2 separate regions of the Mus musculus genome follow, and region 2 is linked to region 1. A link is a contact called in public Hi-C data. All regions are on one chromosome and are shown on one strand. The core of a region is the stretch at or near the end of the contact, and the rest is flanking DNA. Distances in the headings are between cores, read along the strand shown.

Region 1 (6,000 bases), core at 1,526-4,025:
TGGATGAAAGGATTAAATGACTCTGCTATGGTTAAATTTGATTGTAAACTTGATGAGATTTAGGATCACCGTGGAAACCAACCTCAGGGTATGTCTGTTAGGGATTTTCTAAATTAGGCTAATTGGAGGGGAGAAGATGCACCCTAAATGTGAGTGGCACTCTCCTACTTGTTGGAGTCTCAGAATAAATAAAAAGGAGAAGGGGGCGGGAGCGGGGCGGGAGGGTGCTAGGGAGATGGCTCAGTGGTTAAGAGCATTGGCCTGCTCTTCCAGAGGTCCTGAGTTCAATTCTCACCACCCACATGGCAGCTCACAACTGTCTGTAACTCCAGTCAGACACTCTCACACAGACATACATACATGCAGGCAAAACACCAATGCACATAAAAGTTAAAATGATTAAGAAGGAAGAAAATGAGCGGAGCACCGGCGTTCCTCTCAGCTTCCGGTTGCAGATACAGAATGAGGAGCTGCTTCCGGTTCCCGACGCAACGCCTTCTCTCACCTTGAAGGAAAGTGTTGAAGCCAAACCCATTCTTCCTTTAGTTGCTTTTGCCAGGGATTTCATCACCCCAGCAACACAAGTAGCTGATACAGATGCCCGGAGCTACAGCTGTCTGTCTCCTAGCTCCGCCCTCCATTAGTTGGTCTCATCCTCTCTGGCTCTGGGAAGACTGGCCTTGTTCTGTCTGTAAGGAAAGATGGCCATAGCAGTTTTCCTAATCCAGTTTAGCAAACTGAGGTAGGGAAAAAGAGAGCAGAGAGACTCCAGTTCTTGCTAAAGTAATTCAGTTGTTGAGAATAGAGATAGAATCTATTTTTTAGAAGCTTTAACAGCTACCAGTGATTCAAAAATATCAGGCATTGGAGGTCAAGCTCAATGGGAAAACAGCCTCTTCTCATGCATGGTACACCCCCAGAACCTCTCCTTTCAGCCCTTAAAGCAATCATTGGCTATCAGATCACTTACACACACACACACACACACACACAGGACAACACAGGACATGGGGATGGTTGGGGAAACCTCACAAAAAGAAATCACCCTGCAGGCTCTTATGGTTGCTTTTTAATGCAACTATCTAAAAGTTCCAAAAATTTAAGTGTAGTATGAGTTTATTTTGATCAAAGCTGCAGTGCTTGGCCCATATTTCTGTAGACATTTTTAAGATACTCTAAAGTTGGCAACATTATAGTATCAAACCCTTTGCTATGGAAACCCAGTCAAACTTAGGTGTATAATATGATGTCTTATTAAACGACATAGCATCAGGTTCAAATGCTTTAACATAAATCTTGAGTTTCTATTAGTCTAAGCTGAAAAAAATATGTATTATATAATGAGAGATAGTACGTGACAACTGGATATCAAGGACATTATTTATTCAACAAAAATTGATTAAATACTTATTTTGTCAGTTATATTAAGGACTGGAGGCATAGGACTAAAGTATACACTGATAGCTCTTTGTAGAACCGTGGTTCTCACCCTGTGGGTCATGACCCCTTTGAGGGTTCAAATGACTCTTTCACAGGGGTCATCTAAGACCCTTGGAAAACACAGATATTTATGATTTCATAAAAGTAGCAAAATTACAGTTATGAAGTAGTAACAAAGATAATTTTATGGGATAGAGTCACCACAAGATAAAGGGTCACAACATGAGGAAGGTTGAAAACTACTGGGTGAGAGGAAGCTTATCCCCAAATTTGGCATTCAGACAAAAGAAGAAAACAGTGTTTAGAAAGTTCATGGACAGGGAAACCCAATCTGAGAGGACTTCTCATTAGAGAGGACGGTGCCTTATAAACAGAACTGTTAGAAAGGGTTCCCGTCTCCTCCCCTCTGTTTATCTTAGTAGCATTCTATGAAATGAGAGGCCATCTGGTGTTGTGATGATCACATTCTGGTGCTTGAAGGTGTGTTGTATATTCATGCAGGTCCTTGGGCAGGTAAAGTCACCCCCTAGTGAGAATATGTGGCTCCACAAAGCTTGCCTCTGAGGTGAGGTTGTGACATATGACTCAGGAGAAAAAGGCAGCATGGAGTCTGGCGACCTTGCTCCTTGACCTGCGCCATCTTAGGGAAACTGTTCCCCACCAAAACCATGTAGCCAGATGAAAGAGGACTCCAGAAATAGGTCTGACTCGCTCCCCAGACTCACCACGTTCCTAGAATTTCAAGCTCATTTTTTATGGACTGTTGCCCAGGTGAGGAAAGACTTAGCCAACCCCGGAGTGGTTATGAGCAATGCGTCCCAGGGAGTCCTTCCCAAATTTGGAGTCCTTGTATGCTGAGCATTTCTGTCATCCAGACTGAGACACTCTGCCTGTCTGCCTTTGTGCCCCACAAGGATTTTGGATGCAATCAAGAATGGCTGACTTCAGCTTCATGTTGGAAGGTACCAAAGTTTTAATTACTGAGTTAGCTTTCTGCTTTAGTGAGTGCATACGCTGGCATACACTAAGGAATGTTTCTGCTTCCAGACCCATAGCATCTGCATTTTTCAGATGTTTGACCTTGATCTTTAACCTTGCCTCTAGAATTCAGACAGCCCTGGGAACTCTCGAAGCCGAGTAATGGAAGCAAACACAAGACCACACTTCTTTTCTCTCTTCTCTCCTCGGTCTTTATTTTAAAACCAGGGTTACCCTATTTTAGACTTACTCAGTTTCCTTCAGTTACTAATTTTACTTTACCATGCAGTCTTGGTATGACTTTTTTTTTTTAATTGATGCCATTAAATGTAAAAATATTACAGCTATGCCATCCCCTTGCTAAGGCAAGCTGGCATTTCCTGCCACTGCTCACCAGATGGCTGGGAACTGTCTCTAGGTTTGTATCTTACAAACTTTTCAGATTGCCGTTCAGGAGAAGAAAAGCAGTTTTCTTTTCTCTCCAGCATATCCTTATGCAAAAATATTTGTGCATGGGACCGAAACCAAGTCTCGGGATGACACTGTACTATCCTTTCGTTCTGACAGAGCTTCTGGCCCACCTCTACTCCGTTCTTTAACCTGCCCCTGCATGGCCCACGAGTTAAGACTGATTTTACCTTTTTAGATGGACAAAAAGCATCTCAAAGAAAAAAATGTTGCTATGGAGACATGTTTACAACAAGGCATATGACTGCCATCAATCTTAGTGACTATTATCTCATTAAATCTTTACAATAATTCGTCTTTGCTGGGATCAAAGTCATGACTGTGGTAGCAGTGGTGGCGAGCAATCTCTCAGTGCATTCCCAGTGTGCTGGACATGCTGCTGAATGCTTTTTTTTTTTTTTTAAGATTTATTTATTTATTATATGTAAGTACACTGTAGTTGTCTTCAGACACTCCAGAAGAGGGCATCAGATCTTGTTACAGAAGGTTGTGAGCCACCATGTGGTTGCTGGGATTTGAACTCTGGACCTTCGGAAGAGCAGTCGGGTGCTCTTACCCACTGAGCCATCTCACCAGCCCCTGCTGAATGCTTTTATGTAGCACATTTATTTAATGCTCTCCATTTTAGAGGCCGGAGAATTTGCCCCATTTTACCGATAAGGCAACGAAAACCAGGCAAGGCTGTGTAACTAGAAGAGGGTTAGACACCTAGGAAGTAGCCGTTGAGATTTGAGCTGAAGTTCTCTACTTCAAGACTGATGTTTTTGGGTGCTGTTCCTTGCCCGCGGCCTGACATACAATGTGGGATCAGTGCGTACTTGAAGACTGAGGAAGAAGTTTGGAAGCATGAATGAAGGACATTGAGAGAGTGAGTCTCCTCCAGTGAATCTTGAGCAGCCTTGGACACAGAGAGAGTGAGTCTCCCATGGGTCTTGACTAGCCATAAGGACAAAATGTCAGCATGTTTTGGGCTTTAAAAGCAAGGGAACATTTCATTTAAAAGATTACATGTAACTGCTTCAAATATGTTTCCACACCTAAGTCCCATAATGCCACTGTAATGACTCTACCGGGCACATGCTGTCCCTGGATGATAGAGAGACGGATGAGAAATGCTAAGCAACTTGCCTAGCATGACATGGTCAGTATTTAAATCTGTGTGACCCAAATGAAAGATATATTTTTAACCCTAGCGCTTAGGTACTTCCGTTATTTATGTATTTCTGAGGCAAGGCCTTACAGTGTAGCTCAAGCAGATGTAAAACTTGCTATATAGCTCAGGCTAGTCTCAAACTTTGTTAATCCTCCTGCTCCAACCTCTCAAGTGCTGATATTACAGGGATGAGCCAGCACACCTAGCTTCTATTTTTAACTTCTACACTCACTGTAAGAATCTCTAGACGGGTGGGCTTTGTAGGCAAAGTCAGTAACGCAGTAGAAAATCAGGCTGGTGTACTCCTGTGGTATATTTCTCTATCATAATAATTTAAGGTACATGAGTTAGTAGAGGCACAGAGGAAGCAACTTCTAGTATATTTTATATGAGCCTATGTTACTAAAATACTGTTCTATTATCTTTTCACATTTTCTCTAATCTTAAGCCTTTCCTCGTAAAGATTACAGCTTGGTTTTAAAAAACATGGTGAAGCGCATGAATTGAAGTTTTAGCGTCTTTAGTCATTAGGGAAATGTAAGCCAGAGCCATAAGGTCCCTCCATATACCCACTAGGCCATCTATACTTTGTAAAATGGAAAATAACAAATGTTGACAAAGTGAAAATGACAGAAGCTTCATGCACTGCACATAGAAATAGAAAGTGGCATAGTGGCTGTGAGCAGTTTGGCAGTTCCTCATGCATAAGCCAACAGCTCCGAGGTAGACACACCCAAAGGACTTAAAAAGGTATATGAACAAAACCTTGTACAAAAATGCCTATAGCAGTTTTATTCACAATAAACAGAAGATACCCTTCAGTGAATAAATGCATAAACAAAATGAACTATATCCATTTATATATACATATGAATATAAATACACACACATATATATACATATACACAAATATATACATGTTTGGAATATATGTGTATATATACATATTCATACAATGAAAAATTACTCAGCTGTAAAAGGAACCAATTACTAACATGCCAAAGCATGGAGGAACCTTGAAAGAAGGAAAGCACAAAATCTATAAAGAGCATCTTAGTTACTTTACTTGTTGCTGTGACAAAACCTCAAGCTGGCTATGATATCTTCCTCCAGCAAGACAGCAAGACTCCAACTCCTACTGGTTCTATACGCTCCCAAATGGTGCCACCGTCTGGGGACTAAGTATTCAAGCACATGAGCCTATGGAGGACATTCTCCTTCAAATGACTGCATGGTACGGTTCCAATTTGGATGAAATATCCAGAATTCATACAGTCTAGGAAATGATCAGAGGCTGCCTTTGTGTAGATGTGGGGGTGGGGGAAGACACAAGAGGGAAGTGGAGAGGGGTAATGGTGGATTGACCAAAAAACAGTCTATAAATGCATAAAAATTTCAAAGGATAAAACATATTATTAAAAAAAGTTGTCTGAGATGACAGGTGTGCCAATTACCCCAATTTAATCCTTACATTTTGTATGTACTGAAGGATACTTTGTTCCCAAATACACATATACAATTACTATGTATGTATTAATGAAAATTTATCTTTAAAATCTTCTGGAGTTGAAGATGCAGCTCATCAAAAGGGTACTTTTCTAGAACGTGAAAGGCCCTAAATTTAGCCCTAGCACAATAAAAGCAATAAAATAGTAAACTGTATTTCCTGTGAGTTCTACCTGAATTTTTAAGAACTCTCTAACTTGGGCAAAGTGGTGTATGCCTTTAATCCCAGCACTTAGGAGACAGAGGCAGACAGATTTCTGTGAGTTTGAGGCCAGCCTAGTCTACATAGTGGGTTCCAAGGCAGCCAGAGTTATACAGTGAGACCCTGTCTTGAAAACAAAACAAAACAAACAAAAAATCCCAAAACAAAACCAAACTCTCTAACATCACTAAAAGTTACGATATATTAAAACAACACAGAATATGCTCGTGTATGTTGTATAACTTACAAAGGA
Region 2 (6,000 bases), core at 942-3,441, 100 kb after region 1:
TCACCTATCCTAAATTTAACTCTTTTTAAAACATAAAACTGTGGGTTGATTAAAACTAACTGTCTCAAAGTGAGTAATTCAGTGGCAGCTGGTTTATTCACTGTGTTGTAGTTACCATATCTACCCAGATGTTTTTACTAACAGATATTGAACTCCATTAGCATTAAACAATGCTGCTTCCTTTCCTCTCCCTCTCTTTCTGTAGCTTTCTGTCTGAAAGGGCCTCACGACGTAGCTCAGCCTAGCCTTGAACTCTCTGATTGCCCTGCCTTTGCCTCCCAGGGTGAAGACTACAAGTACCACTTCCCACTCTTGGCTGCTGGGAGCTGGGAGTCTGTACTCTATCTTTACAGACTTACCCACCACATTGGAAGCATCCAATGTGTAACTCTTTTTCCTTTTCCACTTAGCACAATGTTCTCAAGGTTCAGCTGTGTAGTAGCATGTACCAGGCCTTCATTCTAACAGGACACACTGCCTTAGGGCTTTATGGCTGTGAAGAGATATCATGACCGAGGCAACTTTCATAAAAGACAACATTTAATTGGAGCTGGCTTACAGTTTCAGAAGTCCATTATTGTCATGGTGGGAAGCATGCAGCCTTTGGGCAGACATGGTGCTGGAGATGAAGCTGAGAGTTCTACATCTTAACCAGAAGGCAGCCAGGAGAAGGCTGGAATTCCACACTGGGTGGAAGGCAAGCCTAGGAGACCTCAAAGCCCACCCTCACGTTGACGCACCTCCTCCAACAAGACCACACCTACTCCAATAAGGCCACACCTCCTAATAGTGCTACTTTCCATGGGCCAAGCATATCGAAACCACCACACATGCTGTCTCAAAATGTGATGGGTCACCATTTTAGAAAACTGCAAAGGCAATCAAGGTCCCACCCCTGTTCTCTGAAGTAGTTCATAAGAGTTTTCTGATCCTCCTTTGGAGAAAGGAATAAAATCCTCACTGGACGGGCTGGTTTTGTGTGTCAACTTGACATAAGCTGGAGTTATCACAGAGAAAGGAGCCTCCCTTGAGGAAATGCCTCCATGAGATCCAGCTGTAAGACATTTTCTCAATTAGTGATCAAGGGGGAAGGCCCCTTGTGGGTGGGACCATCTCTGGGCTGGTAGTCTTGGGTTCTATATGAAAGCAAGCTGAGCAAGCCAAGGGAAGCAAGCCAGTAAGAAACATCCCTCCATGGCCTCTGCATCAGCTCCTACTTCCTGACCTGCTTAAATTCCAGTCCTGATTTCCTTTGGTGATGAGCAGCAGTGTGGAAGTGTGAGCTGAATAAACCCTTTCCTCCCCAACTTGCTTCTTGGTCATGATGTTTTGTCCAGGAATAGAAACCCTGACTAAGACCATCAAGTGCCGTGAATGAACAATGAAAACAGCTTAAAGTAGGAGTTTATTTCCCTACATTTAGAGGGTGTAGTCCATCTCAGAGAGGAGAGTGTGACCCAGGAGTGGTACATTCAAGCAGGAAGAGGATCCGAAGCAAAGTCCCTCTGTGTGTTCCCGATGGGATCTAGTTATCTGTATTCTATGTCTAAGTGTAATTTGTAACACCATGCTTCTTGAAGAAAGGACCAAAGGTTTAACCAAAAGGTCTAAGCAAAATTGTCATCTGGTCTTTGGCATGAAACCAGTAAAAGTTCACCTTGGTAGCAGTATCAGAATCTAACTCACAGTTCTTTTTTTTTTTTAAGATTTATTTAATTTATATGTATACTTTATATGTATACTGTACATGAGTACACTGTCGCTGTCTTTAGACACAGCAGAAGAGGACATCGATCTCATTACAGATGGTTGTGAGCCACCATGTGGTTGCTGGGATTTGAACTCAGGACCTCAGGAAGAGCAGTCAGTGCTCTTAACTGCTGAGCCATTTCTCCAGCTCCCTAACTCACAGTTCTTAAGGAGGATGATGACACAGCACACTGCTATTCCCCCAAGCACGTCCTAGATTTTGCCTGGTTTATTCTGCTGCAACAGAGATCATACACTATTTGTCGGCATGGTGAATGGAAGGATGGGTGGATGTGGGGTGTAGAAAGAGTTAGGAAGTATTAAGTTAGGAAGTGACACCCTCATCCCAGGCCTGCCAAGTTGGATCTGCAGAGGATGTGAGCTTCTGAGAGCACCATCCTTGGAATAAAGAGGACCAAACAGAGGCTGAGTCAGAATGAGTCATGTGCCACTCAGATATCCCAGATGCCTCTGAGCCGGAGTAGCCCTACACCGTAATCGCTGCTGGCTGCCTAGGTGTCTCTTAGGCCTTTTAAAACTCTAATAGTCATAAGGTTCTGGGAACTGAAAAAAAGGCGTGGATATCTCTAGACTGCATTTACAAGGACCATATAGGTGAAAGAGTCAAGTGTCTGTCTGCATTGACGGCTCCCTTTGCAACTGCAGAAACCCAGGCCAGAGAAGTAGGCTCTATCTCAGCCAACACTTGCAAAGGTGCTGGCTGAGTCAGAGAGATGAGGCCTGCCAGAAGAAATCCCACAGGCATAACGGTAAAATCAATGCCAGTGCTTGAGAAAATTGAATTCATGAGACCAGAGACTATTAGTGAAAGGTGAAAAATCCATATTTTCCATCTCTTCCCAAAGCAGAGTCACCATCAGTGTAAGATGACCAGTGAGCATTGTTGACAGGAGACAGTGAAGACACCAGATTGCATGAATGGTGGGCATTTGGGAGCCTCCCAATGTTTCTGTGTTAGACTTTTCATTATTTTGAAAAAAAAAAAAAAAGACCAGAGAAAATAAACTTTTAAAAAAGATAAAATGTATTTGGGCTCAAGAGATCTCAGCCTATAGTCACTGCTTTTAAGCCTAAGGCAAGGCAGAGGCTGGCAAGGGCATGGTGGAACGGAGCTAGCTGCTCACTGAGTAATGGCCAGGAAATGTTGCCTGGGTCCAGTAATTTCACCTCTAGGGGTACAATGCGAATGTTCCCCAACCACCCTTCTTAATTATGCCTTAGTTCTGAAAGCCAGCAAGATAACAGAAGTGCAGTGCTAGCCCATCATTACTAGCTACAGTATCCAGGCCGTTTGAGTAAGTGCTTCAGGCCAGTTAAGAACACAGAGGGGGCACAGAGAGGCAAGGGGCTGAGAAGGCACTGACTGCCCCACAGTAGACTCCCTGCTCTCTCCCAAGATCCAAGATCTGACCTTTTAAAGTGCAGTGACCTTTTTCTTTCTTTTCAAGAATATTACTTGAAAATTTTCATAGTAAATACAATGTATCTTGATCAAATTCATGCCCACCCCACCCCTCCGGCTCCTCCATACACTCTATCACTGTTTCCTCCCAACCGTAGTAGCTTTAATGTACTCTGTTGAACTAGAATTACTGAAGCTTCTGGCACCAGACTTGCCCTCCAGTGCCTTCTCATTAAATGGTTTAGCTCCTTCCAACTGCAGGGCCTCCAAACGCAGAGTCCTGTTTTACTATTTTTTGTCACTACCCTCTGCCCCTGGTCAGGAGTAGGTAAAAAGAGGAGTTGGGGACAAGATGTTGATTGCTTCTAAAGGTGTATCCCCACTGATCTACTTCTTCCACCTATACATACCCCCTACCAATTCCAAATAATGCCGGAAGATTATAAATCCATAAATCCATTAATGGATTAATCTATAGATGGAGGCAGAGTCCTCATGACACAATTACTCCCCAGAAGTCTCATCTCTGAGACTAGGTAGATGGCTTAGTAAAGTACTTGCAGTGTAAGCATAAAAACCTGAGTCCAAATTCCCTAGCACCCACATTGAAGGAGGAGGAGGAGGAAGAGGAGGAGAACAAGAACAAGAAAAAGAAGCAGCAGCAACAGCAGCAGCAACAGCAACAACAACAGCAGCAACAGCAACAACAACAGCAGCAACAGCTGGGCACAGCAGCCTATACTTAGAATCCCAGAAATAGGAAGGAACAAGAGGGCCCCTGGAACTCGGTGGCAGTTATTCCAGCTGAATAGATGAGCTCCAGGTTCAAGTGAGAGACCCTGTCTCAAAAAGATAGAGATCGACTGAGGAAGACAGCCAACGTTAACGTCAGGCCTTCACACTCTTGTGTACCCACAACACACCCTGTGAATGCATACCACACATACCTAGCTCTCAACACTGCCTCATTAGGAATCAAGCCTTCGACCTGTAAGTCTGTTTGTTGTGTTGTTGTTGTTGTTTGAGACAGAGTTTCATTATATAGCCCTGGCTGTCTTGGAACTTGCTATATAAACCAGTCTGCCCCTGCCTTTCCAATACTGGGATTAAAGTTGTATACCACCATGCTTAGCGTTGTGTGAGCCTTTGGAGGGGACATTTCATACCCAAACCAGGACAGTTTGTACTAGTGTTTCCTAGTTCTTGGTAGATAAACACTTTGTTGTTTTAGGTCATTCTAAGTGACTGGGCCATCCATGTGGACTTAAAGGGTCGTGCCTGTTTCTTCAGTGGCCGTCATACTCATTGCACTTGTTAAACTAACAGTCTGCATGAACAGTGTCTGTGACTGGGTTCAGTCATGTGAGAGATAATTCTGCATAGATCCATGTGCTTTGGCTGTGCTTAAAGCCATTGCTGTGTTAATGTTCATCCGGCCAGCACAATGCATAGCTGCCTTGTTCTTAAAATACACACCAGGACTTGGAAACTTTAAAAAAAAATTCTTTTGAAACAAAGTACTTAGGGAAAATACTGCATTGCCCTCTAGAGCTGACGAGGGCCTCTGGGTAGGAGCTTTAGCAAGTGTTCTCGCTGCTCTTGTCCCCTCACTCTCTGTTGAGAATGTCAAAGTTCACTAAAAGCCACCTAAGTCCTAGAATATTCCCCCACATTTACTTTACTTGGCTTGGAAGTTTAGTCACTTGTTTACAAGAGATCTCTAAAATGGATTATTTTGTAATTGTTTTGAAAAAAAAGTGTACTTGTAACAGTGTTCTACGAAGATAATTTTTCTGACTTGCCGTTGAAACCATTAACTTCTTCTTATTACCAATGTCAACAGAAAGACAACTTCAAATTTTAAAAGATAATGGTAACTCTACTGTTATCTTTCAATGGGCAATAAAACATGACCCATCACTCAAGGAACTGCAGGTGGGAAGCTATTCTCACTATGAAACATGAAGGCAAAGATAAAGGATAAAGCCTGAGGTTCACAGGACTGTGGCGAGGCCAGAGCTGAGGACTGGGAGGCACAGAGAGAGAGAGAGAGAGAGAGAGAGAGAGAGAGAGAGAGAGAGAGAGAGACTCCTATGGCCTTACTTTTTTTACATAATTTGAACCCCATAGATCCCAGGTTAGACATCACCAAGGGTCAACCTCAGACCATAGAGCAGGCCCTGGAGCAAAGGGGATGGATGATGGTCAGGACAAACGGAGCATGAGCACTGTGCCAGCTGCTCTATAAAGATGCTTATCTGATGTGGGCTGAAACTCTTCTACAGCTTCACTAGTAAAAACCAAAATACTTTTTATTGCCCTTTCTTTTCATTTCTTAGCTCATTACAAAGTTGAAATAAATTCTGTGTCCAGCAGAGATGATTGTTGACAGGAGAGGGCTGGGGGGTGGAATATAGTTTAAGTATTGCTAAAGATAAACATAAGGGTCATCTTTTTTTCCTGGTCTAGCCTTCACCCTTTCTAGAGAACTTTATATCCTCAGATCTGTGTGATAGAATCAACAGGAACTGTTTCCTTTCTCATGGGATGGACATGTGACTGAGCCTAGCTAGCCAGCATATCCCGTGTCCCTGGATGTGAGAATGAGTGGGCACATGGCCATTTGAGCCACCTGGCTCTTTCCTAGGGACTGATGTGAAGTCTGGGAATGAAAGTGATTTTTCCTTCTAGAGTCAAGACCATAAGTCTAAGCGGTGATCTTGGTAGAAGCTGAGGAGGAAGAGAAGATGGAAGACAACAAGCATACATTCCTGACACTGCTATGTTTAAGCACTTGGGCCTTGCATTCATCTGAAGCTAGCGAATGA

What was found. A called contact is a pair of places that touch in the nucleus more often than the background predicts.
Region 2: a contact with region 1 is called in a Hi-C map of the N1E-115 cell line, with 5 times the contacts expected there. The contact joins two enhancer-like sites. A contact is called at or near these places in 1 of 15 datasets of contacts at CTCF or cohesin (embryonic stem cells), 19 of 484 Hi-C or Micro-C datasets (the G1E-ER4 cell line, the N1E-115 cell line, embryonic fibroblasts and 7 more) and 2 of 115 datasets of contacts at active chromatin or transcription factors (the NIH/3T3 cell line and embryonic stem cells).

What each region holds. Positions count from the first base shown.
Region 1 is chr6:94,301,461-94,307,460 of GRCm38.p6, forward strand. No RefSeq gene overlaps it. Among named protein-coding and RNA genes, the nearest start is that of Gm31661, 21 kb to the left of the region's middle. Within about 2 kb of position 2,776, at least 23 of the 459 cell types and tissues checked have an H3K27ac peak or open chromatin away from gene starts, as enhancers often do. A contact at or near this core is called in the N1E-115 cell line and embryonic fibroblasts, where this site is marked.
Region 2 is chr6:94,403,415-94,409,414 of GRCm38.p6, forward strand. No RefSeq gene overlaps it. Among named protein-coding and RNA genes, the nearest start is that of Slc25a26, 94 kb to the right of the region's middle. Within about 2 kb of position 2,192, at least 38 of the 459 cell types and tissues checked have an H3K27ac peak or open chromatin away from gene starts, as enhancers often do. A contact at or near this core is called in the N1E-115 cell line and embryonic fibroblasts, where this site is marked.